Linked DNA regions of Mus musculus: region 1 is linked to region 2. The links are chromatin contacts, called in public Hi-C maps. All regions are on one chromosome and are shown on one strand. Each heading gives the region's core, a stretch centred on a gene start, on an enhancer-like site or on the middle of the called end of the contact. The rest is flanking DNA. Distances are from core to core; before and after follow the strand shown. Region 1 holds the start of Zfp639 (zinc finger protein 639). Region 2 holds the start of Kcnmb2 (potassium large conductance calcium-activated channel, subfamily M, beta member 2).

What was found. Hi-C and Micro-C count contacts between places; a contact is called where the count stands out from the background.
Region 1: a Hi-C map of cortical neurons shows a contact between it and region 2. The contact joins the promoter of Zfp639 here to the promoter of Kcnmb2 in region 2. A contact is called at or near these places in 2 of 39 promoter capture datasets (embryonic stem cells and hippocampal neurons), 2 of 484 Hi-C or Micro-C datasets (cortical neurons and nephron progenitors), 2 of 115 datasets of contacts at active chromatin or transcription factors (embryonic midbrain and embryonic stem cells) and 1 of 9 other capture datasets (pancreatic islet).

Annotation. Positions count from the first base shown.
Region 1 is chr3:32,507,451-32,512,189 of GRCm38.p6, forward strand. It overlaps Zfp639 (zinc finger protein 639), which reads left to right and starts at 3,142. Exons shown (of 7, transcript NM_144519.4): 1 at 3,142-3,282.
Region 2 is chr3:31,900,606-31,904,869 of GRCm38.p6, forward strand. It overlaps Kcnmb2 (potassium large conductance calcium-activated channel, subfamily M, beta member 2), which reads left to right and starts at 2,098. Exons shown (of 6, transcript NM_028231.2): 1 at 2,098-2,320. Gm34031 (a long non-coding RNA gene) reads right to left here and starts at 1,569. Exons shown (of 3, transcript XR_389652.3): 1 at 1,451-1,569.

The DNA of each region.
Region 1 (4,739 bases), core at 1,892-4,391, 610 kb after region 2:
TGACCCAGAGTTTGAGGCTGGAAGACACACACCTTTAATCCAGATCTTGAGGCACATCTTTAATCTGGGCCACTCCTTCTGCTGGAGGCCTACATACCAGAAGAAGGAAGTCACCTTCTTCTTTACCTGCTTGCATTCACTTTGCCAGCACATCCATTGGAGCCTACTTCTTCAGAATTACAGTTTCTACAAAGGCCAGCTGAAACACCCAGACTCATGAGGCTGAGCCACTACTAGGTTCTAGAACTTCCCATTCATAGCTGGCCATTGTTGGAGTGCAGCCTGCACACACACACACAGTGTGTGTGTGTGTGTATTCATATTCCACAAATTCCGTTATTCTAGAGAACACTAATACAACCTCTGCCTCTTAAGTGCTGGGAGTACAGTAATTTACCACTATGCCTGGCTTGGCAAGGTCTTTGAAAAAGGTGCAAATAACTTAAACGTCACTATTTAACTTTTATATGACCACTCGCAGTAACTGTAAGGTACCATTAACATTTTAATTGCATCAGGAATGTTTATATTCCGAAAAAATATATAACTGGAAAAAACCTGCCACTTAACATAATGATAATCTGATTTTGAGAAAAATCTATGTGCATGCAAGTATAAAAGTCACGGAAAGACAGATCCAAGGAATCAGTTCAGGGCTGTGGGAGTTGGTGGTTTTCTTTCTTCATTCTTGTCTTAGTCAGGGTTTCTATTCCTGCACAAACATCATGACCAAGAAGCAAATTGGGGAGGAAAGGGTTTATTTGGCTTACACTTCCATGTAGCTGTTCATCACCAAAGGAAGTCAGGACTGGAACTCAAGCAGGTCAGGAAGCAGGAGCTGATGCATAGGCCATGGAGGGATGTTCCTTACTGGCTTGCCTCCCCTGGCTTGCTTAGCCTGCTCTCTTAAGAACCAAGACTACCAGCCCAGAGATGGTCCCACCCACAAGGGGCCTTTCCCCCTTGATCACTAATTGAGAAAATGCCTTACAGTTGGATCTCATGGAGGCATTTCCTCAACTGAAGCTCCTTTCTCTGTGATAACTCCAGCTGTGTCAAGTGGACACAAAACTAGCCAGTACAATTCTGTTCTACTATCTATTGTATAACACACATTTCTGTGATCAGGAAAAATTTAAGCTATGACACACCTGTATCAAAAACTTGGGAGGATGGTGGTTAAATATTCCTGTAAAATGTTATCCTAGGGCTTTCAAGATTTTACATAGCTGCACATCTTGCCAGGGAGGGGGAAAGGGGAGCCCTGAAAACAATGATGCATGCTGTCTAAATACCATGACATAGTCTCTCCCCCCTCCCCTTCTAGTGACGCAGGCAAGAGGAGAATTAAGTCAAACTCAAGGGCAAGCCTGAGAAACCCTATAACTGACAGTGATCGCATGGCTCCCCCTTGTGTCCTCTACTAGATTCACAGCGAGAAACCCGTAGCCGCCGGCAGCATCTTTATAAATTCAACAGTCTTCAATCAATCAGGCCCCAATTCCCTATTTTGTACCCGATGCTAAGTATACTAGGAATAAAGAAGGTCTGCGAACCCTCTCTTACTCCTTTTGGGTTACACTGGTGTGCCTGAATATTCATGTCTAAGAGGAGAATGCCTACAGATTATGAGGTCACCAAACTGAATCTCACAAAAAGGCGCTGTCTCTCCAAAGCGCACAGCTGGACTTCCCCAGGCGTGGTGATGGGGTTGGGGGAGGGTGTCAGTGACAACCGGCTGAATACCAGGTGATTGACAGCAAGAACAGGGCGCTGGGCTGGTGAGACACACGAACCGTGGCTGGGACTTTGCAAGTGACTTTGGATATAAGTTACCCCACTCGATTTAGCTATTCACGTACAATTAGTTGAACCTTAAGGGCTTTAGTTACAAAACCGAGAAACACTCACAAATTGTACTGAAACCTCTTTAACTCTCACCCAGATTAGGGGGTTGGGGTGGGGCAGCTCAGTGGATGAGAGCTAGGATTATATTTAAAAATGTTTTAAAATATATATATTTTATTTTTATCTGTATGAGTGTTTTGCCTGAATGTATGTCTGTGCACCACTTGTGTTCCTGGCGCCCATGGAAGCCAGAAGGCTTCAGGCGACCTAGAACTGGATTTACACGTGAGCTCAGACGTGAACCTCATTGTGGGTGTTGGGAATAAAACCTGAATCCCCTAGTGGAAGAGCCAGTTTTCTTAACAGCTGAGCCATCTCTCCAGCCCCTGGACTCCATTCTTAACACTGAAGGAGGAGCGAGAAAGAAAACACACAGCCGCACTCTGGACTGTTGCTTGTAACGCTGAGGGCTCACACCTCAGCACTCACCCTGCCAAGCACAGACAACCACCGAAATCTACTGTCAGCCCGAGGGATAATTCAAAAACAATGTTCACAGTTATTTATGCTCATCTAATTTAATCCTTTGCTTATTGACGGTCAAGGTACGAAAAGGATTTAAATGACAGAATGCAATCCTTTGTGATAACCTCGGTTCACTCCATCAGGTCTTCTTTTTAGGATTTATTTATTTTTGTATTTAGGTGGGGGGATGGGGAGGTGTGTATGCCTGCGGAGGCTTCACATCCCTTGCTGTTGAGTTACAGTAAAGGCGTTTGTGAACTATCATGTGCATGCTTTCTCTAGAAGAGAAATAAAACTCTCTTAACTGGGGGGAGCCATTTTTTCAGCTCTCCCTTCTCTAACTCCACCTCCAATCTCCCAAGACTTCAAGAACCCAGGGTGTGGTCTGAGGACCCATCTCGAGTCACATCGCGTTTTTTCTCGGCCCTGGACTTATCTAGCCCGGATGTTGGGATTTGAGGACAACCACCATGCGTGAAACACTAATGATCCTGAAGACCCTGAGGATCGATCACTGCGGCCTTCCAGGAAACCGATGAGTGGGACAGCGCTGACCTCAGGGGGGAAGGTGGCACGGCCCGGATGTGCCCGTAGGGGACGCTAGACAGCACTGCTAGTCTCTCCTTGTCCTGCTGTTAGGCCCCGCCCTTAGCATGAAGCCACGCCCCCTCCATGCTCAGGCCACGCCCTCATCCTTAGGGTTCCCGCCCCCCGTCCCCCATCTTTACTCTCGCGGCCCGCTGTGGCGCATGCGCGGGGTGACGGGGTGAGTGCTGCTGGGCCTGGCGGGCAGGGAAGGGCAGGGCCGGGGAGGGCGCGGGCGGCTGGGCAGGGCGCGGGCGGTGGCCCGGCAGCCCCCTCCGTCCCATCATCCGGGCGTGTCTCGCCGGAGCTGCGCTGCTACGTGAGGTGAGGGCCGGCCTCCGGGGCCTGCGTGCCAAGCGAGGGCCGCGGGGCGAGCGGGGCCTGCCCGGCCCGGTGCGTGTCGGCCGCTCGGGTGGACTCGGCGGCGGGGGGGCCTATGCCGGCCTGCAGGAGGCTGCTCCCGCGGGAGACGCTGGAGTCCAGCGGGGACCCGGCCCTGAGTCCTCACGGACAGAGGCTCCCAGGAGAGGCCAATCAGACCAGCGCTCTTCGAATTCCTGTAATCTGTGACAGGGACTTGTGTAGCCTAGGCTAGCCGGAAAGGCGTGTGCCACCACGCCGGGCTTCAATTAGAACGGGAAAATTCTCTTTCTGTTTGAAAATGTACGTGCTTATTGCGTGTATGCATGCGCACGTGTGCCATGGCGCAAGTGTAGAGGTCAGAGGACAACTTTCCAAGAGGCTGTTCTTCCCACCTTGCGGGTTCCAGGGAAGACACCCAGGTCGTCTGGCTTAGCTGTAAGCGCCTTCTGAGCCCTGGAAATATTTTTTGTTTGTTTGTTTTAATGGAGGTGAAAAAATAAAGTGTTATAAACGTCTTCAAAACGCAACGACCCAGTCTCAAAAAATTCGGTGCTGGGTGCTGGAGAGAACACCCAGTTGGAGTAGGTTCATGATTGCCTCCAGATCAGACACCATCTCGGACTACACATGCGCGCGAAAACAGCCTTTTAAAAATATGTCTTGGTGCGGGGCAGTGGTGGCGCACACCTTTAAACCCAGCACTTGGGAGGCAGAGGCAGACGGATTTCTGAGTTCAAGGCCAGCCTGATCTACAGAGTGAGTTCCAGGACAGCTGGGCTACACAGAGAAACTCTGTCTCGAAAAAAACAAACAAAAAAAGTGTCTAGGCATTGTGTGAAGACATCCGAGGTTTCATGAGAAACCTTTGAAAAGGTTTGTCTATGGGAAGCACTATTAAGTGTTGTGAAGGTTCCAGGTGCCAAGATGCCTCTGTGTGGGTGATGTGTTTGTTTTGTTTTTAGGACACAAGAGACTTTATGTGTAATCTTGCCTCAGCCTCCTGAGTGCTGGGATGTCAGCTGTGAGCCACTGAGCTCTGCTGTTGATGTGGAAGAGGGCAGTTGGGCCTTTTTAAAATGGGATTTTTTTTTCTGTCTTCAATGTTATCTCAAAAAGTGGAGAGCAAGCCAGTAGTGTTGTATGCCTTTAACAACAAATTGCCTAACCCCAAACATAAATATAAATTCAGAATTAGCACATCCCGTCTATTAATTTTTTTTTCAAACACTATGTACTTCTGGCTGGCCAGGAACTCACTGTGTAGACCAGACTGGTCAAGAACTCAGAGACATCCTCCGTCTCTACCGCCTGAGGGCTGGGGATAAAGGTGTAGGTCTCAATACTCAGTTTCTCCAGACAGGGTTTCTCTGTGTAGCCCTGGCTGTCCTGGAACTTGCTTTGTAGACCAGGCTGGCCTC
Region 2 (4,264 bases), core at 848-3,347:
CTTTAGACCTCTAAGTAACTACTCCTTGCCCACCTCTTTGGGAACTAACATCCTGTGAGTAACAGATACAACCCCTTTGCAATTTAGCAACTTAACAGACTGCTGACTCCTACCAACCCAAAAGCTAAGAACAGAGCAATATAGAGTCTGAGGCCTCAGATGAGACTCCTGCATCTTGCTGAGACTGTCTCTTTGATGTACCCACCAGTGTTCTTAAAACCCCTTGACTTACAGCTGTCATTGTTTGAACTCTAAGAAACCGGCTTCCACTGCTTCCATGTGGACAAGGGGAAACCATGGGAATGTAGTTCTATGTTTCCTGGGCTTTGGCCATCAAATTTGATTCCCGAATATTCTCTTATTCCCTTGGAGATGAGAGCCTTGTTTTGTGTCAACAGTTGTGTGAATTGCTCCAATTACCATGAAATTAAGATACTGATGACAGTAATCAGCACTTCTTCTGCTCTCTTTACAATTATGAATATTTAACTATTTCTGAAATGGTTTCTCTTAGATGACCAAGTGATGAGCAAAACTTCTTTTAAAAAAAAAAAAGAAAAAAAAGTTTCTTTTCTATTTGAGGAGCTAAAAACAAGAAGAAACTCTTCTTTCTGTTGTATCAATCCAGTGGGTCCAGGGTTATCTTTCAAAATTCAAACTTCATATTCAGGCCCAGGGTTAGCTCTAAGGAAATGATGTAAGGACACTCACTCAGAATGAAGTATGATTATGGTTTGTGATACAAAGAGAGTCTTTTTTTCCTACTGAATCACATTTTATTCCCAAGAAAAAACTGTAACCAATCAAATAACAGCTAAAATTCAAATATAATCAGGGTATATTCAAACCAGCAGCCAGGAACATGAGAAAGAAAGAAAGGAATGAAAGCAAAATCTTTGGACCGATATGAGAGCAATTCTGATATTCAGTTATTATGTGGAAGAGGATGTGGGTCTGCTCAATGTCGTACTCCCAAACAGCAAAAATGCCCACAATTAAACAGTGGCAACTTAGAATCATGCCCCTGAGATGGTCTTCCAGAGGGTCACTGGCAGTGGCTGTAAGATGTTCATTACCACTATTCAATTTCTGTTCCATAGTCCAACATAGAACACTCCTGTCCATATTGCATCTGCTGGTCTCTAAGCCCCTCCCTTAGTGCCGACCACTCAGTTTCCATAGTAACTACTATATAACTATGGTTCTGAGGTAGCAAGAGAAGAGAAAGGAAAACCGAGTTAAAAAAAAAAGACTAAACCTGGGTAGTTGGAGCATTAAAACATTCTCTGGCAAGAACTTTGTTTTTGCATTCCTGTCCGGAAAAACACTTTTCAGAGTGATGTGTGTTTGCACACACAGAACAGCCTCCTCTCTGGCCAGTGTTTCTATGTCACTACTGTGTAAAGGACCACACCAAGGCAGGGCACCCATCCCAAGCTCCTCTACCCACCTTCCATTCTTTCCATGGAGAGAGCAGTGATGCAGGAAAAATGGTGACCTTTGCATGGAGCAAAGAACTGTGCAGCCGACATGCCCTAATGAGTTCATCTGTTTTCTGATGCATGCTGTCCGTCTGATACAACATTTGAGACTTCAGGTGAGTACATGCCATAAGGCATCCTCAGTTACCCATCACAACTTTCCCTGTGTGAAAGGATCCTCTCGCCTAGCTCTGGAAATAATGTCTTTTTCTAACTTGGGAAAGCAAGAGTCCCTTGCTGGGACTAACAGGATCACTTGGGGATTCCAAGGGTGTTTACTCCCAAGTTCACCCTCCTAGAGAGAGCTTATTTACAGGAGGAGTTCTTTCTTCCGAAGTTAGAGGATTTGGAAATCTAATCTAGTAGGTAGGGTGGCCGCAGAGCTAGGAGGGAAGTCAGATCAGGCTCCGCTCCCTTTTCAGTATGAAAATTCGAAAGCAGTGGGGAAGAAATGCTGGACCTATCACAGCGATGCTAACAGACAGCCTATTACAGTATTTAATAAAAACAGAAGCAGCGTGCCTGTCATAGGCTAATAAATCCTACCTCCTGCACGCTTTTAAAAACAGTCTGGACCGGCTTCCACAGAGCTTCGGAGAACTAATCTTAAGCATGGCTGTCTAGCGTGCCTGTCACTCCTATTGTCCTTCCAAACTCTTGCAGACATTTTGAGCGAGGAGTAAAGCTATGAGTTAGCGAGGGTGTGACATCAATGGTCCACAAAGACAGCCAGCAGGAAAGGTAAAGATGAGGACCGGTGGCTGTGTGGAGGACTACACGGGATCACTGTCATTAAAAATTAAGCGTGGCTTTTGAGGAAGATGTGACAACTCCTGAAGGTAGGATTTGCATGTAAAACAAAGGAATCTGTTGCTGTTTGGAGCTTTTTGTTGTCGCTGGGCTCAGCGCTGGGGTGCCTGTGGTCGGTCAGGGATTGCAGCCAGGTGCTACAGAGAGGCTTGGTTGACTTGGGGCTCCACGCTGACCAAAACACAAGACACACTGGGCAGTGTGAGGTTTTATGTCTGGAAAGCCTCATGGACAGGTTGGCTCCGGGCTCGATCGCAGCCTGCTGAGTGTGCACTCCACGTTGCTTTCGGTGGAGTAGAAGGCTTAGAGGTCATGGAGAAAACAGTTCTTTTCTTACCAGTGGTGCCTGATAGGCTGGGGAGGGGGCACTGAGAGAAGACTTTGGCAGGTGGGAGGCAGAGAGAGCCAAGAAAAATAGAGGAGGAAGCCGTGCTGAACTTGAAACCTGTTAGGTAAATATATATTCCTGGAGTCAGTGTGTTTTGGTGGTCAGAGGGTATTTCAGAAGATAGTGATGGATTTCCCCCTATAATCTACTATAAGAGAAATCTGGTTACCTCTGTCCATCTTGCATATTGAAAGGCTGGTCCACACCATTCTGTTCCTATTAATGGCTTTGCTAAAAACAGACCGGGAGTTTGAGAGTAAAGAAGGGGCTTTCTCTCTGTTCGTGTTCTTGCCTTTGAGCAACTGCTGGGCTGCAGATGGAAACGGGAATTCTTTAGAGGTTAAGGACTTGACCTTTTATTTTGTTAATGAATAGCTCGAAAGCTTAATCTTCCTTGAAGATAAGAGGAGCGGTTGGGTTCCACAGTCCGGGAGGAGGGGGCAATGATTAGCACTGGCAAGGAACTGCATACATCTCCTTGCACTTCAGATGGGCTCTGTACAGCTCTACTAGAGAGGGAAGGTAGGAACCACCCGCGGAGATTTCAGAGGCAAAAGTACAATGATCCAAAACCAATGTTTCTGCAATTTGATCCCCGGTGCCAGTACTGTCATTGCTTGTGACCCTCAGTGTGAAGTGGCAGGGACAAAGTGAATGTGTCCCTCCGTGGCGGGTGCGTTCTCTCCCCTGTGGACCTCACAGACTCAAAGCTGTAAGGATAACGCTTTCTATTTTGAAAACCAAACAAACAAACAAAAACAAACAAACAAGCAAACAAACAGAAAAACCTCTGCATTTCGATGCATGCATTTAGCTATAATGAACACCAAAAGCGCTTCAATGATCATATTTATAAAGAATGTAACATTCTCCACTGGTCTACACCATCCACATAACACGGTATAAATAAGTGTTGAGGACAATGTTAGTTTTCAGTTAAATGCTGGAATTAGGGTTAAGTGAGATTCTGGTCTTTTTGAGCTCCTGTGTACACACTGCCATTTACACACAAACTCGAGGTCATTTTCCTTTGGTTGAGAGACCTCTAGGCTTGAAGTTGGCTGGGTGTTCCTCATAGCAGAATGACAGCCTTTAGTGAGACTGGGACCCAGTCTTAGTTGGTCTTTGGGTGACATGGAGCACATGGGTATGAGTAACTGTATATTCTGGTAAGATTGATGGTTACGACATAGTCTGTGCTTCCTCGTGGCCCGTGGAGAGCATGACCTTGACCTTGTAATCCCCATCCCTAGCCAGTTGAAGTCACCAGTGAAGACTCCATAATAAAAAAAGACAGAGCTTGGACTTCCTAAACACAAGATCTGTCGGCTGAAGTTAGCGAGTGAGTGTTATTGTTTTCCTTGATTTCAAAAAGACTTTTCCTGGCTCTAGTCTGAGCAATTTCACCTGAATCTGACTGCATCAAGTATTTCTTCAAGGGGGAACTGATGGCAGGAAAACAACAGCTGAAGGGTGATTTTCTCGTAGTTAGGCTCTGACACTTCACCGATAAACTAAAACTGATTTCCACACTGTTCACAGATTTATAGGGAAAAATTCTTCTATTAAATCTGGCTGGTGTATG